Linked DNA regions of Mus musculus: regions 2 and 3 are each linked to region 1. Evidence: chromatin contacts called from public HiChIP or PLAC-seq and Micro-C data. All regions are on one chromosome and are shown on one strand. The core of a region is the stretch at or near the end of the contact, and the rest is flanking DNA. Distances in the headings are between cores, read along the strand shown.

Region 1 (3,317 bases), core at 444-2,943:
CTCAGCTCCTGCCCCCAACCCCAAATGCATCCTGCTGAGGAGGTCTTTTTTAACCCTGAACGCTCCTGGCTGAGCCTCCTCAACATGCTTGATGCGTGTGCCCCTCCCTGGGCCTCTCTGTGGCACAAAGAGAGACACGAAATCCGTTACATTGTGCACTGCACCTCTTCTGTCCAGTATGGGTGGAGTTGGTGGGTTGGATGGATGCTCTGAGAACGGAGGCCAGTCCTGGTGTTGGGGGTTTGAGGTGGGTGCTCTTCGGGCCACCACTTCTGCATAGCCCCAAGGCACCTCTGAAATCACCCAGACGCTGGGCATGGAGTGGAAGGTCAAAGGTCAACCACAGATCCAGGGGAGCGGTGAGGAGGGAGCAGGCTTGGCCCTCCTCCAGCTGCACCCTTCACTTTGCTGGCTGGTAGAAGGTGGGAGCAGGGATTAACAGGCCCGGGCTTGTTCTCTCTCCCTGAGCACAGAGGCCCCATGGGGCAGCTCTAATTGGTTCATGTCTGACTGTAGCAAAGAACAAATTGATTTCCCTCCAGCTGTTTCTGCAACCACAGGTCCTCAAGCAGGCACAGGCAGCCGGCTGTGCCACCCGGCTTCATGGTCAAGCGCTGGGGCAAAGTCGGGGGTGAAGGGCAAAGGGGGTCTTGTGACAAAGAAGGGATCCTGCCTCAGTGTCCCAGAGTACACGCACGAACGCACGCACCTTGACAGAGGAAGAAACGAGAGGCCCTCTGGGCTTCAGTGCTCCCTGTAGTAGCTGTCAAAAGCCAAGCATCAAACAAGATCCTACAGTAGAAAACCAGCGTTCCCTCTACATGGGGCTCCATACACAACAGCTCAGCCATACTGGAGTCTTTAGCTACAGGATACACATTTTCTTGCCCCGGGGCCTTTGCACATGCTGAAAATGTTTGCACCATCTCCCTTCCCACGTATTCCTTTGCCAGTGGACAATATATTCTTGCCCCGTGGACTCGGCTGGCAGGTCTTCGCTTGGACAGCTTCTCCTGGGAAGGGGCCTTGGCCTTCTCTGCACTCAGCCCCATGCTTGGCTTACTATGTGTGGAACCTTCCCACAGCAGGTCTAGCTTTTCTTCCCAAGGAGCAAATATAGTCCCTGCCCCAGCCATCATTCTGTGCGCACAAGCAGCCTCGGTGCCCGAGGAACCATGGGCGATCTCCGGGAGGAGGTTTTAGAGTGAGTGTGGGGCAGGGAACCCCACGGGCCTGAACCGACTGGCAGAGCAACCAGGAACCAAGGAAAGAGCTGGAACCCGCCCTGCTGGCAGGCCGAGAAATGGCAGACTGAGCCCAACAAGGCTCACACACACACCTGGCCTCCTGCTTAGAGCCTGCAGTGAACTCCCGGCACAGGCACGAAGCCCTCCTCGATCCCCGCCTCCCCAACCCCACCCCTCTCTCACTCAGGATTCTTTGTGACAGAGGTGGATGCACACCCCAGACTTTGTTCCCAGTTCCTGCCGCCCTTCCTCCATATTTCTTTCTCCACACCAAAGCAGAGCCCCAGCCACAAGAGAGGTGTTGTCAGTCCCCCACCCCACTCCACTTCTCCCTCGCCTCCCACCCTCGCTACCCCCCTCCTCCTGCAAACCGGCCACCTCTCTTTGTGTCCTCTGTCCCGGCCGACCCTCTCTTTGTGTCCTCCCTTCCAAATCTGCATCATAAAAAGCGCTAGGCCCAGACGGTTAAGGAAGGCTTTCCTTGGGGTGGGGAGAAGGGGCCAGGCTGTACTGGCAAGGTCAAATTTCTTTTTATTTCCCAGCGACAGGGGCCATTCACATGTTAATAAATGACACTCCCATCGGGCGTCTAGGCAGCCTTTCTGAAAACTGAATTTTAACTCAGCACAACTGCTCTGTGAACAAGTCTACAAATAAAGATCCTGAGGTGTGGGGTGACAGGGGGCAGATGGAAAGCCACCCAATGTGCAGAGGGCTAAGGAAAGGAACTGTCCACCGCCTGCCTGGCTAAAAATCACCAAGTCCTTCCATCCCAGAGTGAAGGATGGACAAAATTTGTGATTCACAATCAAGACTTGCTGACAGACAAATGAGCAGGAGGGGACTTTCTGGGGTCTTGTCTTGGTCACTTAGGCTGCGTGCAATCTCCAGCATCCCATAGCGTAGGTTTTCCCATGTGTCTCAGCTGCTTCCCCTCTGACGCCCAGATCCCTGTAGCTGGTTCTGGGGCAGTCCTGGCCTCACCTGAAATTGATCACCCCCCACCCAAGGCCTGACTTTCAACCAAGAAGTCTGTTGCTGTTGTTATGGGGTTCTCTTGTTGTTTGGTTGTTTGTTTGTTTGTTTTTGGCTTGCTTTTTTGCATCCTTTAGGATTTGTGCCTGAAGGGAACGAGGAGGCCAGAGTTTTTTGTTCTGTTTTTTTCTTTTAAAGTTTTAGAAAAGCTGTACAAAGGTTTTATAAGACGTTGTTCTTGTGCAACTGAAAAGCTGCAAGATTTGGCAGACATTAGTGAGCTGGGGTCAAAATGCCCAAATGAAAACCAGGTTTGGGGGCTGAGAGATGGCTCAGGGGTTAAGAGCACTGGCTGCCCTTCCCGAAGCCCAGTGCTTTATTCCTGTCACGCACATGGTGGCTCACCACCACCTGTAACTCCAATTCCAGGAGCTCTGACGACTTCTTCTGGCCTTGTCGGGCATCAGGCTCACATGCAATACACATACAAGTGTAACATGAACGTGCATAAAATAAAAATAAATATATCTTTTTAATAAAGTATGCTTGCTTCAGGGATATCCTGATTTCTGGTGGCTGAGATAGACCTGGAGCTCTTCGATTCCTGGCCCATGTGGTGAATCTCTGAAACAAGAACAGACAGTGGGCAGAACCTGTAAGAGTTCTCTGTAGGTGTCTGTGCCCCAGGGGGTTCAGTGGATGTTAGGTCTCCTAGCCTACCTTTTACAGGACTCAAGAGTGCTTCCCAGGAAGACACACTAGCTGGAGGTGGAGGTTCTAAGGCAATGGCCGCTGCAAGGTAGTGCCAGAAGAGAGTGGGTGGGGCTGAGCAGAGAGGGCACTGAGGGATGAGGGGCAGGACTAAGGGAAAGTGGGTGGGGCTGAGGAGAGGGAGTACTGAAGGATGAGGGCAGAGCTAAAGGGAAATGAGTGGGGCTGAGGAAGGCTGAAGAAGGCTGGGCAGGGCTGAGGGAGACCAAAGATCAATATCAGTGGCCATAGCCAATATCCACAGCCAGGAGGCCCCATAAGCACCAGACATTTGCTACCTCCAGTTCTGGCAACTGGAAGTTGAAGGTTGAGCTGGAAAGTAGG
Region 2 (3,043 bases), core at 174-2,673, 330 kb before region 1:
AATTACCCTGCCCACCCTTTCCCTATCTCGAGCCCCTCCCCCAACCCAGGGATAAGAAATAAACACAAAAGCAGCAGGACTCCCTGCGCTCGACAGGTGGGTGCCAGGCAACTAGCTAGAGCCTGAGGCGCTGCTGGAACCCAGCTGCGCTCAGGGCGCGCGGGCGTGGCCAACAAGTCCGAGCTGTGAAATGCTGGGGACTTTCGCGCTTTGCCGAAGCAGCGCTGGAGACCTGGTGTCAGAAAGTCCAGCAGGTAAACTCCAGCAGGGACAAAGCTGTCAGTTCGAGCCACAGCAATGCTCCTGAGAGCAAGCCAAAAACGTACAAAAGGGAGTCACTATAGCAGAGTCTCAAGTTAGCCAGACTCAGCCTGAGTTCTGTGGCTGTGCTCATCTGTGTCATGGGGATCCCCCACAACCTTTGACTTTCTTTGGAGCATTTGCACGTGGGCTTCGAAGGCCCAGGAGACCCGGCCCACCAATTCAGTCACTTGTCCCTTGGTTATTTAGAATCGATGTGGCCTAGTACCATGCAACTGTTCATCATAGCGCTCCAACCAAGTGCGCAACTCAGACACCTGGTAACCGTCGGGGCCACGGCCTCCCTGGTACATGATGGTGCCACTCTGGATGACGTAGAGGCGCTCAAAATAGGCACCATATGCGGAACTGCTAGAGTTGGCCATAGTGTCCAGGACCAGAGCACAGCCAGGTGCACCTTGTTGTAGTACTCTCGCTGCGCTGACACGGTCCTCCAGGCTGCGGTGCTGGGGGATGACATAGGGTGAATCTGTGGTGACCCAGCCGTCGGATGGGTGGGCTTCCTCGATGTAGATGATAAGGAAGTCAACGTCGCGCTGGTACTTGGTGACCAGGCGCTGGAAGGCGCTCATCCGCGCCATGAACGGTGGTCAGGTACAGCTGCCAAAATTGAGCACCAACGGGCGGGTCCCTTGTGCGTAGTCGAGGATGCGCTGGCTCTGGAAGCCATCAGGTCGGACAACCTCCGAGTTGGGCGCTGGGCCACCCTCATGGGCTTGCTTGAAGAAATCCAATTTCTGGCCATGCCACACGGCTTTGAGAGAGGCCAGGGTGCACAGACGGTTGTCGTCTGATACGCATATGGGCGGGTCGTCAGGGGGCATCTCCTCGCCTTCACTGTTGAGCTCTACTTCGGGCTCAGGGTGGTCAGGATGGCGACGGCGCAGGAAATGCTTGCGGATGCACAAGAAATCTAAAAGCCAGAGCATGAAGGCCGTGCCTAGGAAGCGCGGGAACAGCACGAGGCACGAGGCGGTCTGGGCGCAGAGCCTCAGCGAGTGAAGCAGCAGAGAGCGGAGCATGGTGGCCGCGGGCCCCGAAGCCCCCGGGGGCCCTTCACCTTCTCCGACCACCAACCTCGAGGCGGCCTGGCGAGGCATCTGGTCCTCGGTGCTCTGGGAGCTCAATTTATAGTCAAAGCTTGAATTGGCGGGAGACTCCACCTCCGACCGGGGCCCGCCCCCTTGCAACTTGAGCCCGGAGGGATCACCCAGAGGCGCGGCCAATGCCCCAGAAATCTTGGGTCGAGGGCGGGCGCAGGCTGGTCGAGGGTGGAGCGGTGCGTCCCGGGGCTGGCAGGGGCGGGCCTGAGTCCCGCAGCCCGCTCTCAGGGGCGGGGGACCCCGAAGCCGCTGTGTCCAGGGACTAGGAGCCCGATCTCAGAGCCAAGCAGTCAGTGGTGGCAATGGTGTAACCCGCGCAAGCGCCTCGCACCTCCTAGGTCCCAGCGGGCGGGTCCCAGCCCGCGCCCTCTTCGCCGCGCACCTGAGCTGAGTTCCCCGGCGGCCGCAGCGCCGCGCCGGAGCTCCGGTTCGCTTCCCGCGCGCCGCCGCCAACGCCGCCCACGCTGCTGCTGCTCGTGCGGGGTCGCTGCCCAGGTACCGCGGGAGTCCAGGTCTGCGGCCGCCGCTCGGCCGGCCCCCGGCTGCAGCCCCGCCGGGGACGCGGGCCCGCGAGGAGGCAACTTTGGGTTCCCGCCGCCTTCCCCGCTCGCCCGCGGGCGCCGCTCGACTGCCGCAGCCCGTCCGCCCGCCTCCCGCGCGCGCTCACACTCGCGCCTCGCACACGGCCGCCCCCCGCACCGCCCCGCCACGCACACCGCGCTCCGCGCCCCCCGCCGCTGCCCGAGCTTGCCGCGCGCCGCCCCAGTCCGCGCCGCGCCCGCCCCGTCCCATCTCGCTCCCGCCGGACGCCGCGGTTCCCGGGTCAGCTGCCCCTCGGCTCCAGCCCGGAGGTGCCGAGGGCAGGGCCCGCGGGTGGGCTGGCGCCCAGCTCGGGAGACCCGGAGAGTCGCGGCAAGCGACGCCGGGCCTCGCCCTCGGCCGGCTCCGGGACGCCCTGGGCGCGGGGCGCTGCGGGCGCGGGGCGCGGGGCAGCGGGCGCGGGGCGGCGCCGGCCCCGGGCGGCTCTCCCACTAGGGGTAGCTGTTGCCTGAACGCGGGAGCGCTCCCCTCTCGCCGCTTGCCTCGCCCGGCGCAGCCCCGGCCGCCGGGCGCACCCGTCCCGTTCGTCCCCGGACGTTGCTCTCTGCCCCGGGAACGTCGAGACTGGAGCGCCCGAACTGAGCCACCTTCGCGAACTCGGAGCGCGGCGGCCCGACTCAACCGCGGAGGCGCCCGGACGCGTAAAGTGCGTACTTTCAACAGGGAACGTGTGCTGAGGCTTTTTAGGGGTGCGGGGCAACTCCCCAACAGCGTGGGGCTCTGGTCGGCTCTGCCACAGCGGCGCAGACCTCCTAATCTGTCTCTGCGCGTGGCGCACTGCTGGAGACTTGGGTTCAGGGGCGGCGGGGCTGCTTGACCTGGGGTCCTCGAGACCCTAAGCAAGTTCCACTTTAGATACACCTCACAATGACCCCTCAGGTCAAGGCCTCAACCCGAAGGCAGCGCCTAAGAATCGCACTCCCTAGAATGCTCCAGCACTCACAGGGGCCTTCTCTGGGGTAACGGGACCCCAGCCGGATACTACAGCTCCAGCTGCTTGCGTCCCATGCATCGCCCTC
Region 3 (3,214 bases), core at 16-2,515, 400 kb before region 1:
AGGTCTGAACGCAAGCAAGCAAACAAACAAAACCAAAACCCAAAACAACCCCCCAGCAATCTGAGTGTCAGAGACCAAAATGATCTCTAAGCAAACAAGAAAGATGCCTTAGATCAAATGCTTAGAAGGCAAACCTCAAGGAGGCATCTACCAAACCGGAGTCTAACAAGCAGCTCAGAATAAATGCCAAAGGGCCCCATGGAGGACAAGAAAGGACTCACCCAGATCCATCCAAGCAGATAACCTCTGCACAGGGTCTGCAGGAGTTCATGTTCCAGTGTGTCCCGCCCATCTCAGTGACTTATTCTACGAAAAGTGGATTCTGGGGACACCACATGTGGGCACCAGAACTATAATAAACACCTATTCTCACCTCTGGACACAAATTTAGTTTCCCCCAGATTCCATGTTCCTGTGTGAAAGCGGTTTTATAAAGCTTTTACAGTAAGAGAGCATTGCAAGTCATGAGTCAAGGTGCTTGGAGGAAGCATCAGTTGGTCAAGTTAATAGCAAAGCAGGAGTAGCTCTTCCAGGCCTCGGGGGTTATCTGAAGTTTTCTTACCCCTTCCTTTGGTTGGCAATGGGGTTGGGGGAGTCTGTTCTTATATTCCCGTGTATTTACCTAACACTCACAAAGATGTTAGGTCATGTACAGAAGAAGACAAAAAGTGGCTGTTAAAGGAACTAAAGATTTGGCTCTGGACTTGCACCATTCCAACATCTCCATAGTACTGAGGTTATAATCACTGAATTATAACTGATTCTATATAATACATGATCAGTTAATCAGCACACAGTTCCCTGGAAGGTGCAATTCTTTTTTTTTTTTTTTTTGAGACAGGGTTTCTCTGTGTAGCCCTGGTTGTCCTGGCACTCACTTTGTAGACCAAGCTGGCCTCGAACTCAGAAATCTTCCTGCCTCTGCCTCCCAAGTGCTGGGATTAAAGGCGTGCGCCACCACGCCCGGCTGGAAGGTGCAATTCTTTTCAGGAATTTTCCTGCACATGCATGTGTGAATGAATACTTGCTGACAGTGAAGCTCAGAGCCTTACGTTTGCTAGGCAACTGTTCTGCTGCTCCTGCATCCCCACACCTTAAGATGGCTACATGACTGAGGATTCACTGCAATGTCTACCAAAACTTGGTCGATATTATTCACAGATCTAGAAAAACAAATTGTAAAATCCGCACCTGTGATAGTTTGCATAATGCTCAGTCCAGCGGGTGGTACTATTAGGAGGTGTGGCCTAGTTGGAGTAGGTAAGACCTTCCCCCACCCTAGCTGCCTGGAAGTCAGTCTTCCACTAGCAGCCTTCAGATGAAGGTATAGAACTCCCAGCTCTGCCTGCCTGAATGCTGCCATGCTCCCACCTTGATAATACTGGACTGACCCTCTGAACCTGTAAGTCAGTTCCAATTAAATGTTGTCCTTTAACAAGAGTTGCCTTGGTCATGGTGTCTGTCACTTCTGTCTGTAACTAAGACAGAAGTTGGGACCAGGGACTGGGGTATTGCTGTGATACGCCTGACCATGCTTTTGTTTGAAAGATGTGGATTTGGGGACTTTGGATTTGGAAAGCAGTGGAATGCTGTAAATGGGACTTAATGGGCTATCCTAGTAGGAATATGGAAGACTTTGTTACTGAGAGTGATTTGAATTGGGTGGACCTGGCCCAAGAGGTTTCAATGAAGAATTTAAATATGTGGCCTGCAGACTGTTTTTTTGTGGTAACTTGGCTACTTTCTTGCCCTTGTTTGAAGAGTTTGCCTGAGGCTAAGGTGAACCGACTCAGATTAATTGCAATGACAAAGGAAGTCTCTGAAACACCCACCATAGACTTTGTTCTCTGGTTAAGTCTCATGAAAGCATTTTAAACAAGCATAGCAGGCTGAGAAAGGGAAAATATAAAATATATGGTTTGAGTATTAAAGGGGCACCAGGAAGTGAAATGGAGCTGAGTCCTGTGTTCAAGGGGATAACAAATTAAGGGAGTGGAACTTTGTGGCAAGATCCTACCCAGTTAAATTTAGTTCCAGGCCTGGCAGTACACATTTCTAATCCCAGGAGGCAAAGACAAGCAGATCTCTTAGTTCAAGGCCAGCCTAGAGCATGTTCTAAGTGAAGAACAATTTAAACTCAGGCTTGGTGGACCACACCTTTAATCCCAGTGTTTAGGAGACAGGCATGCAGATCTCTTGAGTTCAAAGTCAGTCTACAGAGCAAGTTCCAGGACAGCCAAGCTTAGGCAGTGAAGGAGTTGGAAAACAGAAAGTTGGTGATAATGTAATAGAACAAGGGGGCCATGTTCAGACCCCAGCAAGCAGCAGAACATGGCAGCTTTGGCCATGTGGTTCTGGCTTTAGAATGACTAATAGAATGGACTACTGGGATGATTGATACTGGGTAGTTGGAGCTAAGAAATTAGCAGTGATTAAGGAGAGACCAGCATCACTGAGGTGAAATCTGGCAAGTGTTTTCTGAGAGCACAAAGAAGCTGTATTCTAGAGATAGCCTCCTACAATAGCTGTACTTGGTAATGTGTAAGATTCATGAAGATATCATGAAGAACAGCTGAGGCTTGGCACTGTGAGAGGCCATGGAAGGCCATTGGTGAAGGTGAAGCCTCAGTTGCAGTTGATAGCCCAGGACTGAAGGGGTCATGCAAAGGATTTAAGGCTTGGCACCATGAGGAGAGCCTGTGAGAGCCTATAGGTGAAGCCTCTTTGCAGCAGAAGACCCCAGTGTATGGGAGATGCCAGTACCATGGGATGATCACCAAGAACAGCAGCAGTAACAGTGGAGTGGATCATCCTGAGCTTAGAGTGCTCCAGAGGGCAGAGCTGGAGAAGTGAAGCCAGCCCTTTGGAGGAGCCCAGAAGATCATATGTGGATCCCAGACATTGAAACATGAAGCTGTAACATTGAAGTTGCCTTGGAGATCCCAAGATATTAGAGATGCCAGAGCCATGGGATACCCGATGAAGAAAGCTGCTAACAGGGAGTGGAACCAGCCCAGGAGAAAGCAGTTTGTTGTAGTCAACAAAGCTGAAAAAGGTGTTGGAGATCTGAAGACCGCTTTGACATCAGCCATGGAGATGAAGAGTTTGGAGTTTGCCCAGCTGGTTTCCTCTCCCTTTGGAATTATAGTTAAGTGATTGGATGAATCTCAAAAGAGACTTTGAACTTTGGAGTTTTAACATTGTTGAGACTGCT

The links. Hi-C and Micro-C count contacts between places; a contact is called where the count stands out from the background. HiChIP or PLAC-seq counts read pairs in DNA pulled down with a chosen protein or histone mark.
Region 2: a Micro-C map of embryonic stem cells shows a contact between it and region 1, with 4 times the contacts expected there. The contact joins the promoter of Dio3 here to the enhancer-like site in region 1. A contact is called at or near these places in 1 of 39 promoter capture datasets (hippocampal neurons), 5 of 484 Hi-C or Micro-C datasets (embryonic stem cells, nephron progenitors and palatal mesenchyme), 7 of 115 datasets of contacts at active chromatin or transcription factors (embryonic forebrain, embryonic stem cells and pancreatic cancer cells) and 1 of 9 other capture datasets (adipose tissue).
Region 3: a contact with region 1 is called in an H3K27ac HiChIP or PLAC-seq map of embryonic stem cells, with 2.5 times the contacts expected there. The contact joins two enhancer-like sites. A contact is called at or near these places in 1 of 484 Hi-C or Micro-C datasets (embryonic fibroblasts) and 7 of 115 datasets of contacts at active chromatin or transcription factors (astrocytes, embryonic stem cells and epiblast stem cells).

The regions. Positions count from the first base shown.
Region 1 is chr12:109,946,892-109,950,208 of GRCm38.p6, reverse strand. Gm34554 (a long non-coding RNA gene) reads right to left here. Exons shown (of 3, transcript XR_381936.1): 3 at 2,731-2,846. Among named protein-coding and RNA genes, the nearest start is that of Gm34554, 27 kb to the right of the region's middle. RefSeq lists an enhancer at 1-3,317. Within about 2 kb of position 1,693, at least 54 of the 459 cell types and tissues checked have an H3K27ac peak or open chromatin away from gene starts, as enhancers often do. A contact at or near this core is called in embryonic forebrain and embryonic stem cells, where this site is marked.
Region 2 is chr12:110,277,610-110,280,652 of GRCm38.p6, reverse strand. It overlaps Dio3 (deiodinase, iodothyronine type III), which reads right to left and starts at 1,423. Exons shown (of 1, transcript NM_172119.2): 1 at 1-1,423. The coding sequence starts at 1,421. The coding sequence ends at 507. It overlaps Dio3os (deiodinase, iodothyronine type III, opposite strand), which reads left to right and starts at 2,585. Exons shown (of 4, transcript NR_002866.2): 1 at 2,585-2,670; 2 at 2,904-3,043. It overlaps Mir1247 (microRNA 1247), which reads left to right and starts at 2,524; the gene lies at 2,524-2,605.
Region 3 is chr12:110,348,377-110,351,590 of GRCm38.p6, reverse strand. No RefSeq gene overlaps it. Among named protein-coding and RNA genes, the nearest start is that of Gm40577, 68 kb to the left of the region's middle. Within about 2 kb of position 1,265, at least 6 of the 459 cell types and tissues checked have an H3K27ac peak or open chromatin away from gene starts, as enhancers often do. A contact at or near this core is called in embryonic stem cells, where this site is marked.